Regions from separate parts of the Mus musculus genome. Here region 1 is linked to region 2. Evidence: chromatin contacts called from public HiChIP or PLAC-seq data. All regions are on one chromosome and are shown on one strand. The core of a region is the stretch at or near the end of the contact, and the rest is flanking DNA. Distances in the headings are between cores, read along the strand shown. Region 1 overlaps Bach2 (BTB and CNC homology, basic leucine zipper transcription factor 2). Region 2 overlaps Map3k7 (mitogen-activated protein kinase kinase kinase 7).

Evidence for each region. HiChIP or PLAC-seq counts read pairs in DNA pulled down with a chosen protein or histone mark.
Region 1: an H3K27ac HiChIP or PLAC-seq map of microglia shows a contact between it and region 2, with 8 times the contacts expected there. The contact joins two enhancer-like sites. A contact is called at or near these places in 7 of 115 datasets of contacts at active chromatin or transcription factors (bone marrow-derived dendritic cells, cardiomyocytes, embryonic stem cells and 3 more) and 1 of 9 other capture datasets (embryonic stem cells).

Annotation. Positions count from the first base shown.
Region 1 is chr4:32,475,357-32,481,019 of GRCm38.p6, forward strand. All of the region lies in intron 1 of Bach2 (BTB and CNC homology, basic leucine zipper transcription factor 2), which reads left to right. Among named protein-coding and RNA genes, the nearest start is that of Bach2, 61 kb to the left of the region's middle. Within about 2 kb of position 1,450, at least 2 of the 459 cell types and tissues checked have an H3K27ac peak or open chromatin away from gene starts, as enhancers often do. A contact at or near this core is called in microglia, where this site is marked.
Region 2 is chr4:32,007,761-32,013,945 of GRCm38.p6, forward strand. It overlaps Map3k7 (mitogen-activated protein kinase kinase kinase 7), which reads left to right. Exons shown (of 16, transcript NM_172688.3): 13 at 2,556-2,661. Among named protein-coding and RNA genes, the nearest start is that of Map3k7, 47 kb to the left of the region's middle. Within about 2 kb of position 3,256, at least 41 of the 459 cell types and tissues checked have an H3K27ac peak or open chromatin away from gene starts, as enhancers often do. A contact at or near this core is called in microglia, where this site is marked.

The sequences.
Region 1 (5,663 bases), core at 200-2,699, 470 kb after region 2:
ACTTCATCATAATTATTATTTTATACATGAAACGAAGTGTCATGGTATCCAGTTTTCTTTTTGTGGTGACATATCAGCACTAAATATGTTTTAGAGTTTGAGGATTTCATTTTTTCAGATTAGGGAACAACTTGTAGTTGTTAGCTTTAATATTATGTGAGTGTTTTTATAAACTTGAAACCTTTTTTTTAAGGGGAGCAGGGGGAGAGGAGAGGGAATAGGGGATTTTTCAGAGGGAAAACTAGGAAAGGGAATAACATTTGAAATGTAAATAAAGAAAATTACTAATAAAAAATATTTGTTTATTTATTTATTTATTTATTATATGTAAATACATTGTAGCTGTCCTCAGACACCCCAGAAGAGGACATCAGATCTCCTTACAGATGGTTGTGAGCCACCATGTGGTCGCTGGGAATTGAACTCAGGACCTTTGCAAGAGCAGTCAGTGCTCTTAACCACTGAGCCATCTCTCCAGCCCCGTACACTTGAAATCTTAAATAATTTTTCTAAAAATCAAAGGGCAAAACCACTCATGACCTTGCAAATATGACACCAAAGTCCACTTGACATTTTTTACCCACATTCTTCAGGTTTTCACATCTGCTCCTTGAAACAGAAACATCATCATTTGCTAGAGACACCCTGGTGAACCCAGCAGTAGATCTTTATGATCTATAGAGGGCCCCTTTTACTGGGGGTGAGGATTTGAAAGACAATTTTAAAAGGACAGAGGAACTTTATACTTAGCGTGGCGACATACAGGATAGTCTTCTGCATCACCACTAAAAACAGTTCTCCGTCTTATAATCATGTGCATGCCAGAGAGTAACCATTTTTATTGTCACCTAAGGAAGACCTGAAGAACTACCATTCTGTGATATTGTCAGAAAATGGCTACCTCTACCTACACCCGGTTGTGTACATAACTCCCTTATAGAAATGACGTGGAAGTTACCAAGCTCAAGTGCAGGGCAGAACTGTCTCCACGTGCTTATTCGTACCTTTCCTCTTGGTGTATTTTTCCCTCGTGCAATATAGTAGAAAGCTAAAGCCAGACACATGTGCACCCCTCTTGTAGTTACCAAATGGCTCTGTGATCTTGTGGGCATTGCTTACTACCTTTGGGTATAACTTTCCACAATCTTTAAGCAAGTTGATTGAGTCAGATCATCTGCAGTCCCTTCTACCATTGGGCTGCACCTGCTGTAGTGAAATCTTGAACCCATACCCTTGGCATAAGATGAGGAGCCCCTGGTCCCATCCAGATGAGATACAGATCTACAAGAGACTCATTTACATACTGCTTAAATACTCACTTTTAGTCAAAGTGAGTCTTCCTTCTGCTTTTCCTTACTATCTGAACAGCCAGAAAGCAAGATGTATTCTAAACCTCTACTAAGAGTATCAAGAAAAAAGAACAAAGAAGAAAGGGAGTTGAAGAAGTGAAACTGTACATTTGGTTCTCTTACACAAATCCATGTGACAATTCTCTTACGCTGCTGTGAATTTACACGGCATTACGCTGCTCTGTCAATTTACAGCCAGAGTCTTTGCCTTCTCAGTGTGGAATGGAACTCAAAGGCATGAGTGGTTTGGTCTATCACAGTGTTCAAACCACTCAGAGCCATTAGCTGGGTAAACTTTGACCTCTTCGTGTACCATTTGCTCAACTGTGCTGCAAAAATCAGAGTTTCAACTTCTAGTGAATATGTCCTTGGCTTACTGTAATTACCCAAGGCTGGTTACATGACACACATATATTTGGATTCATAGTCACACAGTGTACATTATAGTCCAGATGTGGTTGTATCCACGAGTCTTTATTGTAGTGTACATGCATGTTTGCATATTCGGGTATGGACTCCTATGTATTGTGTCCATTTGATTAGCTGTAAACTGGATGTCAGTAGTGGAGCTGCTTAACTAAAGAGAGAAGCTAATTACCAAGGACTTGACTTTACTAATGTACTCAGGCTGAAGATGTGTTAGGTGTTAGGTGAGATCATGGACAAGCCATCTGATTTGGTCCATTATTATATTTTCAATTATCTTTCATATTCAAAGAGAGACATTAATATAGCTGAGGATGACATAGCAAATTACCACAGCTCTCTAACCCTTTAAATTGCTAATACTGTTGTAATCTGTAATTATAGAAATCAGTGTGAGAATTGTGGCAGTGCATAATTATCTTCCTGATACTTTATTGCTGAATGAATTATTAATCAGAATCAGTCTTGTATAGTATTTGCAGCAACGCAGAAGAATAATGTATAATTAAATTTCATTATTCTGATTTTTGTGTTAATGTTTTATGATGTTGTAATTGATAATTAATTGGCCAAAACTCATACAGTACTTGGAAGTTTCAGGTGGCTGGGAAATGTTCAGTGTGCTGAGTTCATTAACTAAGCAGTAATCATTCTGCAAAGACCAAGGGATCTTGTCCAAGCTATGTGAGAGAGTGCTTAAAAGTGGTGTCTTAAGCTTGAGCTTTTCACATTTCCTTTAAAAAAAAAAAAAGCAATAACTGTGAGCATGTACAAATGATGAAGACATCTTGATAGCTTTCAGATTGGGTCAATTTTAAGTAATCAAACATAGGTTGAGAATGTCAGACTAATACAGTCGGTAATTTGGTATGCCTCTCTATATGTCAATTTCCATCCTATTCTAATTAAACCATCCTTCTCCACATTACTATAGTGTGAGGAAAAGTGCCACGGCCATAGACCTAAGAGCTCTTTCCTCCTGGTCTTGGTGAGTATAACACATCACATAGCACATCCTTGTAAGGAAAGTCTGGTTTCATCTTTCCCTATTGTTCAAAACACTATATGGCCCCCTCCTCACAGACACATAGATTTAGACTCTGAAAGGATTATGAACTTCTCCTTGACTGGCATTCTAAGCAGGAATTCCTGGAGTGAGTTTCTTTTAGAATCCTTTGCAGCCTAGGTAACCAGGAAAAGCGCAGAATCTAAGAATGCCTTTCACCCAGCCTGATTCCTATTGAAAAGATGCATTGTTGGGCATTTTGTGGACTGTGCTCTTTGATTCGATTTTTAAGAGGCCAAGGAATCTTTTTGGTTTTCAAAGTATCTGCTTTAGAAACATACAATTTTTCTCTTAAGCAGGTGAGCCTGTTTTTACATTCTGAGGAATTCTGAAACATTGTATTAGACAATGTTGACAGTGCATGCTTATTTACGTATTTATTTATTTATTGTCTTTTTCTGAGCAGATTAGAAAACCATGGCGGGGAGGAACAAAGGGGTTAGGGGACTGTTTCTGAGATTCCTGAACAAATTTGCCTCGACATTCCCAAGAAGCTCTCAACTGGCTTATTTTTGTGAGTTGCACTTGGTTCTGATGCCTTCCACTCCCATTTAGTCAAGAGGAATCTGTCATCGGACCACAGGAAAAACGCACTTGCTAGATGGTCTTCATTGATCTTATTGATCTTGCAATAAAGATCAGCAGCAATCCTCAAATCATCTCCTCTCCACTCCAGGTACTCCACAGCCATGTTGATCCCAGGGTACCCACAATTCCAAGGCATCACCCCACTAAGCTTGCTCACACTAACCGCCTTCTGAACTCTCAGCTGAGGACCTGTGCCGCTGTCACCTTCTAAAAGCCAGTGCTGTTGAGTTTGAGGTGTAAGTCTGTGTTTATAAACAGGCGGGGTCAGAGTCATCTTTCATATGCAGAAATAAGGAAGGTATTGACAAAATAGAACAGCTAAACCATATTCTACAAGGATCCACCTTGTGTGCAAACAGCGGATAGAAAAGGCTCTTTGGTTCATGAGTAGTTGAGTCCTTCCCTTTATGTGACTTTGTATGACTTTAAAATAGGAAGAAATCTGGAGTATGCAAGCCAGAGACTGGAGACACTGGGGACAACTCACTGAGCAGGCAGTATATGAACAAAGACCTGAAGTTGATTAGAGACTAAGCAATCACTTTCATCCCGAGGCAGCCTCTCAGGAGACAACACGTTCTCTTCATCTCACATATGAGGAGACTCGGAGAATGTACACAAGCTGCTCAGACCACCCAGCCCTAGGAATTCCCAGTAGGTTTGGAGGGGAGGGGAGGAGGGCAGCCACTTCAGATCAACTGTTAATGGGGGTAAAATGCAGATTTCTAACCACAGTAGTTACACTAAATGCACATATGCAACTTGAGAACTATTATCATTCAAAGAGATAGGAAATTAACTACAGAGTCTGAGGTGGGCAGGAGGCACTGCCTCAATTAAGAACTACAGGTTACAAAAATATAAGCCACTGTCAATCTGGGAATGAAGGGTGGATTTTAAAAGTTGGGATGATAGAAAAACTAACTTTATTGATTACTTACTAGGTATTGAATGAGTCAACTCATGAACTAATGAGCAAATGTGCAATGCCTTAATCCTCAGAACCCTAGCTCTTTATTACACCAGTTTTAAAGAGTTGGGGGGAAGGAGGCAGAGAAGGCTAAAAGACATGTCTGAGGTTCAGCAATAAGTGAGAAACAGGACTGAAATCCAAGCAGTCTGGCTCCAGCCTGCGCCCATCACCATTGCGTTCCTCTACGGCATGTGCAAGCTGTACTTAGTGAGCGCTGCATTCCTGCTCAGGTCCATGTCCAGGCGCCGTGCATGCTTGTGTGTTAAGTCCTTCCCTCTGAATGGCATCTGAATGCAGATGAGACACCCTTACCCAGAGTTTCCATGGTTTTCTGAGATGACAGCCTGATCAGCATTCAGATTCAGGCAGGCAGGCCCCAGAGAAAGCACACACATCTCTACTCATGAAAGAAGAGTCAGATGTATATAAATGCAGTGGAGGGAAAGCAGGGGAAGTCTGTCCCAGAGAGGAATATGCAAGGCACGTGCGTGTAACAAATAGGAAGGGGTGAATGTCTTAGGAAACGTTATTAGATAACCATCTGCGAGAGTTCCCCAACTACCAGGCACTCCCTTTAACATCAGAGAGAAGTAGATCAGGAGTTACATGTCCATAAGAGAAGACTTTCTTGGTCTAATTGTGTAGATTTAGCCAATCCGTGATGAGTGTGGTTCCTGAGTGGTTCATTCAGAGTGCTCACTCTTAGATCCATTGCCTTCTGTGACCTTCATGGTCCCAGGGGGACGCTGTGGAAGGCAGGCTATAGTGATGTCATGGCCACAGCTGCCAAGAAGCATGGGAGCCCACACTTTGTGCCATCCTTGCAGCCTTAAGCAAATTGGCTTTTACCCACGTTAAAGCGAAAAATGCAAGCAAATGAAACAAATGCCTTTTGTTCTTCATATGATCTCCATCGACCTCCATATGAGAAGTCCTCCGTGTGTACAGAATTACAAACGTATGCACTGTGCAAATAATTGTTTCTCATGATGATAGTTTGGGACGGAAGATGTAGCTCAGTGATGGGGCAGTTGCCTAGCATCGGATCCCAGTACCACAAAGAAAAAATTAGTGTTTATTTGAGCACTTACTACAAAAGTAAGTAGCATCCTAAATACTCTATTGTTAGAGAGAACAAGTGTTACAGAAGCCAATTAATGTGCCAGCATCTGTCATCTAAGAATTAGACAAGCAGGAATCAAATGGTAACCGTCTGTGTAGGGAAGGAAGGAGAACCGGCAAGTGGGTGCTGTGTGGACTC
Region 2 (6,185 bases), core at 2,006-4,505:
TAGCCCTATGGACCATTTGGTTACTCTCAAGTTAACAGCTCAGGGTTGGAAGGAATCCTTTCTGTTTCTTTGTTTCTCTTTGGATAAGCAAGATTATACAGTAGAATTAGAGGTGCCTTAGATGAACCCCAAGCTCCTGGTGTGTAGAAGGAAATTGGTATACATCTTTTTCTGTAAGTGAAGTTTCAGGCAAAATGCCTAGGACACTTAGGGCAGGGAAGGGAGAAGGGCCTTCCATTGCTGACTGCTTGAATGCCTGCTTCTCCGCTGGTGAGAGGCTCCTGCTAGATTTCAGGGTTAGGGCTCCTCTCCCTTTTACAACACCCAGATTTTCCATGTCGTAGAACACCTCACATCAGTACTTCTTAATTTGTTTGGTTTTAAAATATATTTTTAATATTAATATTCTATTAACATAACCTAGAGTGCTTTTTTACATGGTTTATCTTTTCTATTTAACTTCATTTTTTTCTAGTTGTTCACATTTTTGTTGTTGTTTTAATGGGAGGTGTGGATGTGCAGGAGTATGCAGGCGCCCGAGGAGGCTGGGTGTGTCAGATCTCCTGGAGCTGGAGTTTCAGGCACATGGGAGTCATCTGATGTAGGAGCTGAGAACCTGGCCTGGGCACTGTAGGAGAGCAGGGAGTGCTCCTAACAACCCGTCATCTTTCCAGCCCCTGTTTTAACTTATGTAAATTAGATTCATCTCTTAGGATCACATTTAATTCATCCTGACTGTTGGATGTTATGTTATGTTATGTGTTTGTCTCTGTGTACGTGCACATATGCATGCTACATGTGTGTGGTCCCCAAAAAAGGCCAGAATAGAACATCAGATTCCCTGGTGCCAGAGCTGTGAACCTCCTCAGCCCCCTGGAAAGTCAGCCCTGTAGAGACAGGAAGCACTTTTAACCACCAAGCCATCTCTACCCCAGGGTTGGGGGTTGTGCTTTGTTGCATTTTGTGCTTTAATGGTGTAGTTTGCGTTTGTTCCTTTTCCTGGTAAACTAGTCCATCTTTATTTTAGACTCTTCTTTATCCTCTTACCATCTCTGAGGTGGAATAGGTACATTTCTCATTTCTCATCCCCTTTGCCTTTCTAGGTGAAAAGTTAGATCATGCCACTTGTAGTAAATACCTTGGAGATTTTAACATTTGTACCAAGCCTGCTTTTCCTGAAAAACCCAAGCATTTTAAAAGCAATGTTCTTGCTTATCCTGGTTTTATGATGCTGTAGATTATATTTCTGTGTTGTTTGGTAGTTTTGTAAGTTCATTACTGTCTTCTTACCTACTGTTTTCAGTATGGAGAAGACTAGTACCCATTCTTATCAGGATTTTCTTCAAGGAAACTGAATTTTAGCCCTTTGGTCCAGGAAAAAAAAAAAATTCTTGTTAAGTAAAGTTCCTGCTTAGACATTCCTGTTGTAGGAGTTTGTGAGGTAGGTAAGGTGAGGCTTATCATTTCAGATGCTGTTCTGAGCACATTCTTCACTGTTCCAGGCTGCGGGCAGTCTTCTGCCAGCATTCTCTGGCTTCCGTGGTGGCTGAAGCTCATGGTTTGTGAGTGCGTGTTGAATATTTCTTCTGAAAAGCATGAAATGGGTTGTGTTTCTGGCTTTGAGGGTTTTTCTTCCAGATTTTGAAATATACACATGTATGTGATGGGACACCTGGCTCATAAGGCCCAGGCCTGAACTTGCCATGCATTTGTTTTCTCTGTACAATATGCATCGCCTGCAGGTCACTTAAATGATGGCTTCAGTCACATGAGGTGTTTGTTAGGTACACAGTTTCTACTTGTGGCATCTTGTGAGCACTGGAAGTTTCAGGTTTCAAAGCATTTCTAATTTCAGATCTGTTGACTTAGGGACACTTCACCTGTAGCTGCCATTTCCCTCGGGAGGCCACTTCTATTTTTTGCTTGTCTGTTTTCTGGAATTTGACCATATCTGACCATGTGAAACATGGGACATGCGTCTGTCTCATTTCTCATACTGTCGCTCAGTTCTGTCTTCCTTCATTTCGTGTCCCTGTACAAGGGACTTTCATGTTCCTCCTGCTTCTGCCTCCAAGTGCTGATCACAGCTGTCTGCCACCATGCTGGGCTTGCCAACTGCTTTTATTGGAAGGTTTTTCATTTTTTGCTAGTTTTCTCTTTCCCACAGAACAAAGCATTCCCGAGCCTTGGCTTTGAGCGGGGATTAAGCAGGCCTTCTCATCCTACAGAGAATTGGTGGCTCTGTTACTAGTTCCTCAACATAACAGACGATCCAGGGTTGTAAAGTCTTAGCATTGGCAGCTTAAGGGCTACCCGTCCGCTTTTGTTTTGTGGGCTTTATTTCTCTGTAAGTTTTGAAGAGATGCTATGTATGAATGCATAGTGAATTTGATATACACTGACTATATACTTAGAATGCTGCTTTCAAGAGTCTTAGGCATCTACTAGTAAAAATTGAAAATGTTTGCCTCTTATTGGATGTGAAGATGTGTCTTGTAATTCTTTTTTAAAAAAAGAAAAAAGTGACAGCTTTTCCTCCTACCGTTTCTTCACAGGTGAGCAGCCGGTCATCCAGCCCTAGTGTCAGAATGATCACTACCTCAGGACCAACCTCAGAGAAGCCAGCTCGCAGTCACCCGTGGACCCCTGATGATTCCACAGGTGACCAGTCTAGTTCCTTGTAATACAAAATGGATTGACTTGAGGCATTAATCTTTACAAAGACAAGCATGATGTCATTATTTAGATCTTCATGTTTATAAAATCAACCACTTGGCAGTAGCTTTCGAAATGCCCTTGGAGTGTTATGGCAGAGACTAAGTGCTTTACCCTGTGTGTGTTTTTCCCTCCCACATACTAAACACGTATATTAAAAATAGTCAGATTTTTCCAGTTGGAAGCATGTGTTCTTGTACTTCACTCTGTGATTTTTGTATCATGATTGTTCCTGTTGGACCTTTTCAGTAACTACAATTCCCATATCGCTAACAATGACCACCAGCATCTTTACTTGACTTTCTACTTTTTATTAATAATGTTTTATACGTGAATACAGTATATTTAGACCATCTCGAACCCTACTCCAACTCCTCCCAAATATGTCTCAGATCTGCGTTTAGTCTCCATTGTGTGTATTCCTGATACATGACTGTGTCGTGAAAGGACATTTTCACAAAAGTATCTCATGCATAATGAACATACCCCGTACCACTCTTTTCACCCACCCTCCTTCCTTTAGTCCTCATTGTTCCTCTTAGACAGTTTCACTTCTACTTTGATGTCTTACACAAACGTGATTCTATGTATCTGTAAAGTTAAAGAACCACAAAGGAGTGAAAACAAATACTTTTCTAAGACCAGTTTAACTTGTTTCCAGTTGCATCCATTTTCCTACAAAGGACACACTGGAAACTCTATTGTGTATACCTGTGGCATGTTCTTTATCCTCTGTTGTTGGCCATCCCAGTGAGTTCTGTAGCTCAGCTGTTATGTATAGCGCTGCAGTAAACATGGATGTGGAAGTACTGCTGTGATGCGCTTGTCGAACAGAAGTCCTTTGGGTAAACATCCAGGGGCCTATTTTAGTGTTTTTAATGTTTTGAGGATCTTCTGTAGTGATTTCACAATGGCTGACAAGTTTACATTTCTGCCAGCAGTGTACATAAGGGTACTCTTCTGGCAGCTGAAGTGAGATTACAGCAAAGTTCCAATTTGCATTTTTCCCCAGTGGCTAGTGAGGTTGAGCAATTTCCATGTTTTCCTCATAAGAGTATCTTTTATTCTTCCACAGTTTCATGCATGTATACAATATATCTTGAACATCCCCAACATGATTATCCTACTCCTTTTGGATCCATTCCCCAATGCCCCTTCCTCCTTTGTCTTCTTTTTGTGACCCACTGAATCCAGTTACTGTTCCCCAAAACCCTAGGGTTTGGATCAGCCACCACGCTTGGGCAACCTAGCAGCAGCCACACCCCTCCAAGGAAAATGCTTGTAACTCCCCTTCCTCCAGCAGCTATCACTTGCTCAGCTAAGGGTGGGGCCTCATGAGCCTCTTCGCCTTCTATGCTGGTTTATTGATTGGCTGATCTTGTGTGGGTAGCCACAGCTGCAATGGATTGATGAGTGGAATACCTAGACCCTGTCCATCAGCCAGCATTTCACCGCCTCCTGAGATCCTCTGGTTCTTGGATTCTTTTCTCCTCTTCTGTGATATTCCCTGAGCCTTCTTAGGTTGTTGATACAGCTGTCCCACTTAGGACTGAGCACTCACAGTTACTGATCCTTAACACTTTAACCTCTCTCTCCCTCCCTCCCTCCCTCCCTGAGTTAAATACTACAACTTCAAAAAGAATCTTCTCTAGCCAGGGTTGAAAGCCACTCTAATCCATAGGAATAAATATCACTATTTAGAAGCAGGTTGATAACATGTTAATATAGCAAGATAACATTAGACTCCTCTCTAGGACCTAGGACCTAATCAGGGCTGGTTTTGACCAGGCCATTTCTCTTGTGTTTATTAGCCACTTGTATTACATCTTTTGAGAACTGTCTAATCATTAGTCTGCGTACTGATTTGATTGGCTGCTTGCTTTCTTCAGGGTTTTATTTTTGTTCTTTTATTTTTATTATAAATATACATACACAGCCATGAAAGACTTTTCCCCCCACTCTATAGACTGTATTTAACTTGTTAGTGGTTGGTTGGTTGGTTGGTTGGTTGGTTGGTTGGTTGGTTGGTTGGTTTGTAGGAGGAGCAGGATCTCACAGTGTGTATATTACTTCTGGCCTCAAAACTTACTATGGTAGACCCTGTGGGCTTCAAAGTCACAGCTAATCGCCTGTCTCTGCTCACACGTGCTGGGATAAAGGCCAGCACGCCCAGCTTAGCTGTTCTTTTGCTGTGAAGAAGCTTTGGAAGTTGATGAGATCCCTTTTGTCAGCTGTTAGAGTTATTTCCTGAGTGTCAGCCTCTGGTTTTTAAAACACAGAATATGTGTCCAAGTGAGAAATCTATTTGGCAACTTTTCATACCTCATGAGAGACTTTATTTCAAATGCATAGACATTTGAAATCCTTTTAGTTTATTAAAACTCCAGTGTAAATAGCTCAGTTTATCATAATGGCGGATTAAAAATACCTGTGCAAAGGGAGGGATAGTTTTCTCATGAGAGCACAGTACTGTGATGTCTTAGCACACACGCAAGCACTGTATCTAAGGAAGATCTTGTTCTGTGTTTTAGTACAACAGAAGGGAAGGAAGGTGGTCTCATAGACCTTGGAAAATGAAGTTGTTTGAAATTAAGCAGGTTGTTGTGCCACACCCCTTTAATCCCAGCACTCAGGAGGCAGAGGCAGGCGGATCTCTATGACATCAAGAGCAGACTGGTCTACAAAGAGAGTTCTAGGGTAGCCAAGGCTACACAAAGAAACCTGTGTCAAAAACAAAAAGAAAGAAAAAAGTACCAATTAAACTGAAATTTTGAAGTTAGTTTACTGTCTTCACAAACTATGTTTTCAGTATTTATAGATACCTGGTATGGCCTAGTCAGGTTTATAGTTTCATTTTAAAAATTAAATGAGCAGCTTTTCCCTGTGTCATATAATTTAGAACTATGTTTAGCAAGGGGTGTGTACTGTCTACTTTGGGTAAGTTAAACACTTATAGTAGCAAAACCTCACCAAGATTCCTGTCCAGTGGTGCATAGTGAAGTGCTCTAGCCATTGGGGTGACACCAGCTGCTGCTGTTGTTGTTGGGCTGTTGTTCTTGATGATGATGATGACCACAACCCCCCCCCCCAAACTAAGGGACTATTCTCCCTTGCATTGCCTTAGAGGGTTTCCTAATTTCAGCCTAGATTCGTACATGGGAATCAACAGTGTGGCACAGGAGAAAATCAGATCTCTTTAGATGTCTGCTATCCACTGTTTTCTACGCATGCAAACCCAGATATCCTGCTCCTTGACCCGAGTGGTACGGCAGCCTATCAATCACTAAGTGTTTTACCTGGGCCCAGGCTGCAGTGCCCGCTAAATTTTGTCTTTGCATTGAAATAATTGCAGCTCTGTCACTACATAGGATAGGTTATAGAGAACAGATGAGGAAAGCCGCCTTCTTCTCATAGACCCAGGAAATAACCGGAAGTGTAAACATAAGATAAAATAGCATAACTATTAAATT